Regions from separate parts of the Sus scrofa genome. Here regions 1 and 2 are each linked to region 3. Evidence: chromatin contacts called from public Hi-C and HiChIP or PLAC-seq data. All regions are on one chromosome and are shown on one strand. The core of a region is the stretch at or near the end of the contact, and the rest is flanking DNA. Distances in the headings are between cores, read along the strand shown. Region 1 overlaps FAM174B (membrane protein FAM174B). Region 2 has its middle 8.1 kb from the start of FAM174B. Region 3 overlaps CHD2 (chromodomain-helicase-DNA-binding protein 2).

Region 1 (2,700 bases), core at 180-2,679, 210 kb before region 3:
TGCAGAGGCTGGGGTCACTGCTGTAGCACAGGTTTGATTCCTGGCCCAGGAATTTTCATATGCCATGGTGCAGCTGGAAAAAAATAAAATAAAGAAAAGAAAAAGAAAAAAAAAAAAAGAGGCAAATTCTCAGGCCCTCCTGAAACAGAAGCTGCGGGGGCAGGACCCTAGTGATTTACACTTTAACAAGCATAGGTGATTCAGAAGCAAGTTCAAGTTTAAAACCATTTCCCTATAACATAATTCACCACAGATGTCATTTAAACAACATATTTCTTACTCCTCCACACAACTTGATGGTAAAAATGAACACTCTGGGACTTTCGTGGTGGCTCAGCAGGTTAAATATCTGGCATTGTCACTGCTGTGATGTGGTTCAATCCCTGGCCTGGGAACTTTTGCATGCCGTGGGTGCCACACCAAAAAAATTAATTAATTTTAAAAAGTTAATACTTTGGCTCTTTTAATTTATTCAATAGAAAATTATCAAATTATCAGATTTACCCCTCCCCATTTATTTGCATAAACTTGTCAGGAACATAAAGCAAAGAACAACTGTTTCATACATTGTATGAATAAAACTTTGTTTCCAAAAAACACTGGAAGTGGCTGGTGATGAATGTAATTACTGTTTACCAGAGATCTCAAATGTGCTATATGAAGACTGTTAAAAAATTTACTCAAGTTCTCTTGTGGCTCAGCAGTTTAAGGATCTGGCATTGTCACTGCAGTAGCAGGTTGCTGCTGTGATGTGGGTTCAATTCTTGGCCCTGGAACTTCTGCATGCCTTAGGTGTAGCCAAAAAAAAAAAGGAATTACTTCATAAATGACCTAAAACCTTGCAGAGATTTGAAGACCAGCACTTCCTGGGCCAGAAAATCAAAAAGCCTAGGAAAAATATGCTGAGATCTGTGAGCCATCCAGCAATACTGCATATAGAATTGTCCTGGGGCCTTCAAATGAGAACATTCACCGGTCTTCGGTTGCGCATAACCAGTGAGCACTCGTCTGGGAATTCTCATGTGTTGATGAAATTCCAAGAGCCCCATAGTACATTCTCTAGCTACAAAATATATTTTCTTCCATTAAAGCGAGTTTTGTTCAGGCCCTCTGCAACCACTACAATGATTCTAGTTTTCTTATGGGTACATTCCATGTAACAAATGGCAGAAAACACAGAAGTAGTGGGGCTAGGCTCTCTAACCTGGTGCTGAATTACAAGTCTCCCCCTTAGCTCGTGACTCTGGGGAAGGCAGCTTACATGCCCTTTGCTCAGACATCAAGTAGGCAATGTTGAGAAGTGCCTGCTATAATACCGCACCAAGAATCTATTATTCATGTATTGATTCCCTTCTGGGCCAGGAGTACAACAGATGTCTATAAAGGGCAATCGACTGAGAATGGGCCCAGCGGTATCGTAACATCAGTCTCCACTAGGTGGCAATAACGGTGCTAGGTAATTGGTTATTAACGTTGATCTTCAGAACTCAGCACTGTTTCTTACTAGTGATTTATTCATTCATTCAACAAATATTTATTCGATGGCTGCTATGGGCCTGCCACCATAGTTAAGATACAAAGACCAGTGAAGAAAGACAGAGTCCCTATCTATGGACCTTAGGTCTAGGTAAGGAAATGGACAGAGAATCACAGCAATAAAATAGCACACCATAGTAAGTGCTGTGAGTGCACAAGGGGAGAACTGCCCATTGCGGGGGTGGGGGGGAAAGCATCCCTGATAAAGGGATGACGAAGAGATGGAGGTGTCCCAGGAAGGTGAGGGGTGGGAAGTCAATGCTCAGGCAGAAGGGAGGGCCTGTCAGTGGCTCCTGGAAAGTGGGACGACTGCAAGGCCACATGGCTGGAGCCCAAAGAGCAGGGGAGCAGGATGGGAGCTGCCCACCCTGGAGGGAGGAGCAAAAGGCAGGCAGCCTTGTAAGCCTAGTTCTTGGTGGGGCTTTGGATCTAGATCCACAGAGCAGCAGGAGCCCACTGATGGGTTTTTAAACCCAGGAGGGGAGAGGGCTGGGTAACTAGATTGGATTTGCATTTAACAAGGTCAGATTTGCATTTTAACAGGGTGACTGAGGTCTTCTCTGCTGGGGGTTCAGCTGAAGTGGGGGACTGAAGGGGGGCAGGTCCTCCCAGGTGCAGGAGACCAGTTAAAGAACTACCACTGGAGTCTAAGAGGAAGGATTTGTCTTGGGTCAGGATAGGGACCTGGAGACGGAAACGACTGAGAGATGGGGAAAGTACCAGAACTCAGTGGCTAGGGGGTGCGCAGGAAAGGGAGGTGCCAGAGATGGCTCCCCAGTGTCTGGCTCGGACAAGCCGACAGATAGAAAGAAAATCGAAGGGGGCAAGGGCTCTCAAATAGTGGCTGGGTAGCAGAGAAAGAAAGTCATGAGCACTTTTATTTATCATTTATTTATTTTTGTCTTTTAGGGCCACGCCCATGCTAGGGGTTCAATCGGAGCTACGGCTACTGGCCTACACCACAGCCACAACCACGCCAGATCCTAACCCACTGATCGAGGCCAGGGATCGAAACTGCAGCCTCATGGATACTAGTCAGTTTCATTTCCTCTGAGCCACGTGGGAACTCCACAAGTTCACTTTTAGACATGCTAACTTTGAGAGTTTTTTTGTTTTTTTTTTTTTGGTTTTTGTTTTTTGTGTTTTTTGTTTGTTTTTGTCCTT
Region 2 (2,785 bases), core at 190-2,689, 190 kb before region 3:
AATCACATTCCCCTGAAGCTTCAAAGTGGTTGACAACTCTACACGACGTATCTTTTTGTTACATGTAATTAGTTTTCCCTGCGGTTCTGAAAAGTAAGATGATGTCACAAGTGCATCCCTTCCTTAACACCCAAACTTGAAAAACCAACGCTGTCCTGGGTGTCTAAACTCATGCAAAACATTTGCTTAGTGCTCAAATATCACAACTATGCGTTCTGGAAAACAAGAAGATCCGTCAAAAATTACTAAGAAGTGGCGCATGGAATGCGAGAGAATTCACATTAGGGATAAAAAGAGACGTGTTAAAAGGGGATTGGGGTGAAGGTGGTTTAATACAGCCGAGAAGCATGAGGGAAACAGCTCAGCCGGGAGCGGAAAATCAATTTGCCAGGGCCATAGTAAGACTGGAACATCATGTCTACACTTGTCAGAATCCATCCTGGCTCCCCCTGTAATGTCTGCAGTCGGAGCATGAGTACAGGAGATATGCCTCATACCAGTTTAACCACGGAAAAGACTACTACCACCGAGCAAATCTTCAGAGGAGGAACAGACCGAAGGACGATCTTTTACGAACTAAAGAGATTTAGTACGTCAAAAGCTTTACTCAGGAAAAACCAAAATTTCTTTGTCATCCACTTGTTTTCTGGATGGCTTCTAGTGAATATTGCTTGGTAGGGAGAATCATTTCAGAGTCACGGAGAATATATCTTGGATGTTTATGCTACAAAAACTAGGAGAATTATGTTATCTGTTCCTTCGGAAAAGTGAAGCAGCAATAAACCACCGCTTAACTAGTAAATCATAAAAGCTACATGGAGGAAAGCCCAACGACTAAGAAGCTGGAAAAAAAATCTCAAAAAACTGTAAAAACTGATCTACAAAGAGAGGAAAATTTTTCTGATGCATGCTAAACCCATCCTGTTGCTTCTTACAAACTTTGTTTTTTGGAAATTTCCAGTATGTTATAAGTCGTCATTCTGTCAAAAAATGTTTGCTTCGGAGCCCCATCATTCTTAAACCTGTTGCATAGTCAGTGTGACTTTACTCATGAAGTTCTTTTCTGCCTTTCCTGTATGTTCAGTAGCTCTTCCTGCAACAGAGTCGTATTTATTTTTCGGTTTCTTTCTTTCTTTTTTTTTTTTTCCCTTAACTTGGTCATGAGGAAGCCTATTCATTCCGACATCAGTTGCCTAAGTATAGACTAGTCCTGCCCTGGAAATTGCGAACTGAATTTGATTTCCTCTAAGAAGATAAAATGGAGAAGCTGCTTTACATTTTCACTCAAAGGGCAACTGGCGCCGAAGTTTGGGGCCGGAAATGCGCGGGTGCCTTTAAGAAGAACCGGGGTAATTTTCCATCGCCCCCCCCAGCCCCGCCCACGCGGCGGGCGGCAGGGCGCGTCGGAGCGCGGCTGCGCGGTGGGGCGCGGCGCGGGCCTCCCGTTGCCTGGATACCAGCTCCCACCCCTGGGCGACTGAAGCCCTATTGTTTCCAAGATGGCGCCGAGTCCTGTCTTAATGTGCCAGAAACAAAGCCAGCTAAATACCCTTGAGCTTAGCGGAAAGCAAGGGTCTTAGGGCCGGCTTTAAGAGTGTTCTATGTCAATATTTATTTACTATTATAATGTTACAAAAATCCTCTTAGGTTGTCTAAATGGGGAGAAAATCAGGGATCGCCTCGGGGTGTGTAAGCCCTGGCCTTTTTCCATAGCAGGGCTTGTGGCTTCAAAGTTGGTGATACATTCTTTTCTTTTGGTAAGAATTCTGGTTTTTCCTGTTTAACTAGCTCAGAAAGACGTCTCTTTTTAAGTGTAAACTGGACCATGCCGCTTAACCTTAGAGACCGTATAATTATGTGGAGCTCAACTGGGGTACTAGCTCTTGACTGTGTCCCCTCCCCTTTAAAAATACCTGTTGGGCTGCAAACTATTATATGTAGAATGGATAAACAATAAGGTCTTACCTCATAGCATAGGGAACTATATTTAATATTCTGTAATTAAACCATAATGGAAAATAATGTCTTTTAAAAAGAACATATGTGTATGTATAACTGAGTCACTTCTCAGTATAGCAGAAGTTAACATTGTAAGTCAGCTATATTTCAATTAAAAAATTGTTTAAAAACCTGTTCGTTTTTCTCTTTATCTTGAATAGTTGCTTTATGTTCAAATTAATGGTACCATTATAATTATTATAAGATTGTAAATTTTTGGGGGAGAAGTATGTTTTAACCATCTTTGTATCCCAGAAGTGTTTCTGCCCATAATAAACCTCCAAAGAATGTTAAGTAAGTCTCATTAACTACCGAGGCTTTAAACTGTGGAAAGCACTGTACTATGAAGTAGGTACCCCCATTTTTTTCTCCCATGTACCAGAAACTAAGGCACCAGGAGGTTAAGTGCCTGAAGCACCACAGCTAGTAAACACTGGAATGATTCAAACCCGGACAGCCTGAGAGCTTGTGCTAGCCTGCCATTGTACTATACTGCTGTCTGTAAATAGTGCAGAGAGTCCATGATGTCTTCTAACTGCAGTACTTTCAGGGAGGAGTGTGCAAGTCTCTTTCTCTTGACTTGCATTCTTTGTCGTGAATAAACTTTTCACATTTGTTTCAGTCAGGGCATTTAGATGCTAACCATACCCTGAGCTTAAAGACCCAAACCCAGGCAGTATTGGTGGCAGGTGTTGAGGAAATATAATTTAAAAACAAAATCGCCTATGCTGAAACTTTTTCCACGGAAGTAGAAGAGAAAGAAAAAACATTTTATATTGAATAAGCT
Region 3 (2,796 bases), core at 14-2,513:
TGGACTTTTAAAACCTGTTGACTAAACAGTAATTAATTTATATTTGTGAAAAATGCCACTGTCCTAGTGATTTCTGATGTAAATAATGTTGTTTATATAGTATGTATTAAATTTTCCTACATTGTAAAAACTGCTGTACTTTTGATTCTTATATATTAAAAAGTGTTACTAAGGATTTTTAGAATTGGGCGAACATGTTGCTTTGCATTGGCGTGCCCTGTGACCATACATGCCTCCACGTCACCCTTTCTCTGGTTGCTGGGTCATTGGGATTTTTTGACAGCTTGTGAAATGGAGTCTTTTCAAGTTATGTTTCTCCCCTCGCTACTGAGCACCAGTTGTGCTGTTGAGTCCAGGATCTTACACTGCAGGTTCTATCATTTTCTCTGAGCAGCGTCCCTGACCCCAGCAGCTGTCATCTTAGCCCACATCCCTACCCTTGATGAGAACCTGGAGGGGTTGGCACCAGTAGTTGAGCAGGGCAGCCCTCAATTTCCCATGTTGTTCGTGCCCAGGAGGATCCCGGGAGACCCAGGCCTGTGCAAACAGGGGTCCTACAGCCACCTCTACCCAGAGGAAATAAAAACACTGAGCCTGCCAGCCTGCAGCCCTGAGGGTCATTTTACAGTTGGGTTATATATTCTTGAAGGGGAAAAGAGCACTTTATAATGGAAACACTGACACAAATGTTAACTCAAGCAATTTGGCACAGGGGCCAGCCCAACTCCTGCGAGGCCCAGACAGAGGAAGGGAGCCACAGCCCACGAGTGGAGAACCGTCTGAATAGAAGTCGGAGAGGTTTGCCAGGCCCGAGGGGTTTTACTAACACTTAAATGGCTTTGAAGCGAAACTTCAGTCCTTGTGAAGCACTTAATTCTTGATAACAGATAAAACTGCATTTCCACTCAGAGTTGAGGATTAACTCCTGTGACTGTCAGCCCAGGACCTGTGGTTGTAGGGTCCTGCTGCCCTGGCTGCGCCTGGATTTAGCGCCTGTAGTTGTGGAGTTGACGCAAAGAAGAGCCGAGAGTTCTTCCTGCCTATAAACTTAACGCACAATCATGTTGCAACTCACAGCTCGGCTGGAACAACTTTGGGAAACTTTAAGAACAAGTGCAATAATCAGTCTATGATTTACAATAGCAACCAGGCTTCTAAACTGACCGCTGCCAAAACGCCTGCCTTTTACTGGAAGGAGCAGGCCCAGGCCCCTCCCTGCTCCCTGGCGAGGCCTCGCTCCTCTGGCATCAAGGCAAGTCCTCAATTAGCGCCAACAGAAAGGTCACTTAGTGAAACACAAGGCCCTGCAATTTGCCAGGCAGCGCTGAGCTCCAACCTGTGGCTCTTAAAGGAACAGGACCAGGTTTGCCTTGGAGGCAGCCCTTCCCTTGTGTTTTGAGGTTGAAAACCCACCAGGCTCCTGTCACCTTGCAAGCTGCATTTGTTCTGCTTTGTGAAGTGGGGAAGAGACATGGCCTGTCTGAATCAAAGTTCTTTATCCTGTAGAAAACAGGGCCCTCCCCTGGGGTGGGTCTTGGGGATCCCTGGTCAGTTTTGTACAGGGAGACAGGGTTTTGTGTGGAGCACAGGCAAATCGCTGACCTACAGAATTTTGACCTTGAGAATGGTAGAATGGCAGCCATTTCTTGGGAGCCAGAGCTGCCCTACAGAGGGTTCACATGTGCTTTTCTTTATTTCTTTTCTGACCCCAGAGGGAACTGATGTTGCTTAAAGCATGGTCCGCACTAACCCCACGCACCAGGGTGGCCTGAGGGGCCAGGAGTGGTCTGGGGGTGGGCAGGGAAGTCAGTGCCTGCCTATGATTGGGAAGCTGGCCTTTTCATCTTCATTTGCATACGGAGGAGGCAGCTCCTAGGGTTCATGGGCTTTGTGAGAGCTCCGAAAGCAGAAAAGGAAAAAGTTCGTCCACACTGGGGGTCAACTGGAAGGAGACAGTGTCCATCAGTCCTTGGCTCAGGGAAGGGAGATCAGGGGGACCTAAGACATAGCAACCCTCACCCCCCCCAGAGCCGGACAATCAGTCCATCCTGGGAGCCCAGGAAGGAGGTTTCTGCAAAGCCTGCTCTGTGCGGCGATTAAACACAGGAGGAACGCCCAGCGGGGAGTGGAACCAGCTAAACTTGGAGACAGAGTCTGGCCCCTTCAAGGCTCACAGAGAGACATGGCTGGGACTAGACCGTCATGAGAGTGGCCCTGTCCTAGCTGATGTGGACATACACACGTGAGCCAGGATGAGACCCTGCCCTCTCTGAGCTTTCCTGGGTGGAGGGTCAGGGATGCAGAACATAGACAAGCAAACAATGAGAAGACAAGATGTCACATAAATGCCAGGGAGAAAAGAGCCAGGACAGGAGTAGAGGGACAGGAGTCCAGGAAGGCATGAGGACCAAAGAGAAGCATGGGTCTGGGAGGCAGACAGACTTGGCTTTGAACCAGCTGGCTTCTTAGGCAAGTTCACTGCTTCTCCAAGCCTCAAATACAAACTACGGATAACGAGAGCCCCTTGCCAGGCCAGGGTGGCGTAGATGAGGTCACTGAGGGGACACCCAATGGGCTTGGCATCTGTTGAGATTATCAGAGGGGGATGCTGGGACCTCCAGAGGCACTGCTGAACTGGGGTGGATGACCATGCTCGCCACCCCAGCTGGGTCTGCTTTGCATTTTGGCTCCTATTCTCTGCCAGAGGGCCTTGAGTGACTATAGTTCTAGAACTGTCCTGCAGAGGGCAGCAGATTTCCACTACAAACGGCTTGCCTCTCCTCTCCACATGAACCC

What was found. Hi-C and Micro-C count contacts between places; a contact is called where the count stands out from the background. HiChIP or PLAC-seq counts read pairs in DNA pulled down with a chosen protein or histone mark.
Region 1: a Hi-C map of embryonic fibroblasts shows a contact between it and region 3, with 3 times the contacts expected there. The contact joins two enhancer-like sites. A contact is called at or near these places in 4 of 47 Hi-C or Micro-C datasets (embryonic fibroblasts, heart right ventricle, mesenteric adipose tissue and 1 more).
Region 2: a contact with region 3 is called in an H3K27ac HiChIP or PLAC-seq map of skeletal muscle. The contact joins two enhancer-like sites. A contact is called at or near these places in 2 of 47 Hi-C or Micro-C datasets (heart right ventricle and mesenteric adipose tissue) and 1 of 2 datasets of contacts at active chromatin or transcription factors (skeletal muscle).

The regions. Positions count from the first base shown.
Region 1 is chr7:86,189,915-86,192,614 of Sscrofa11.1, reverse strand. All of the region lies in intron 1 of FAM174B (membrane protein FAM174B), which reads right to left. Among named protein-coding and RNA genes, the nearest start is that of FAM174B, 9.3 kb to the right of the region's middle. Within about 2 kb of position 1,429, at least 27 of the 83 cell types and tissues checked have an H3K27ac peak or open chromatin away from gene starts, as enhancers often do. A contact at or near this core is called in embryonic fibroblasts, where this site is marked.
Region 2 is chr7:86,172,510-86,175,294 of Sscrofa11.1, reverse strand. No RefSeq gene overlaps it. Among named protein-coding and RNA genes, the nearest start is that of FAM174B, 8.1 kb to the left of the region's middle. Within about 2 kb of position 1,439, at least 73 of the 83 cell types and tissues checked have an H3K27ac peak or open chromatin away from gene starts, as enhancers often do. A contact at or near this core is called in skeletal muscle, where this site is marked.
Region 3 is chr7:85,978,093-85,980,888 of Sscrofa11.1, reverse strand. It overlaps CHD2 (chromodomain-helicase-DNA-binding protein 2), which reads left to right. Exons shown (of 38, transcript XM_021099370.1): 38 at 1-130. Among named protein-coding and RNA genes, the nearest start is that of RGMA, 58 kb to the right of the region's middle. Within about 2 kb of position 1,263, at least 31 of the 83 cell types and tissues checked have an H3K27ac peak or open chromatin away from gene starts, as enhancers often do. A contact at or near this core is called in embryonic fibroblasts and skeletal muscle, where this site is marked.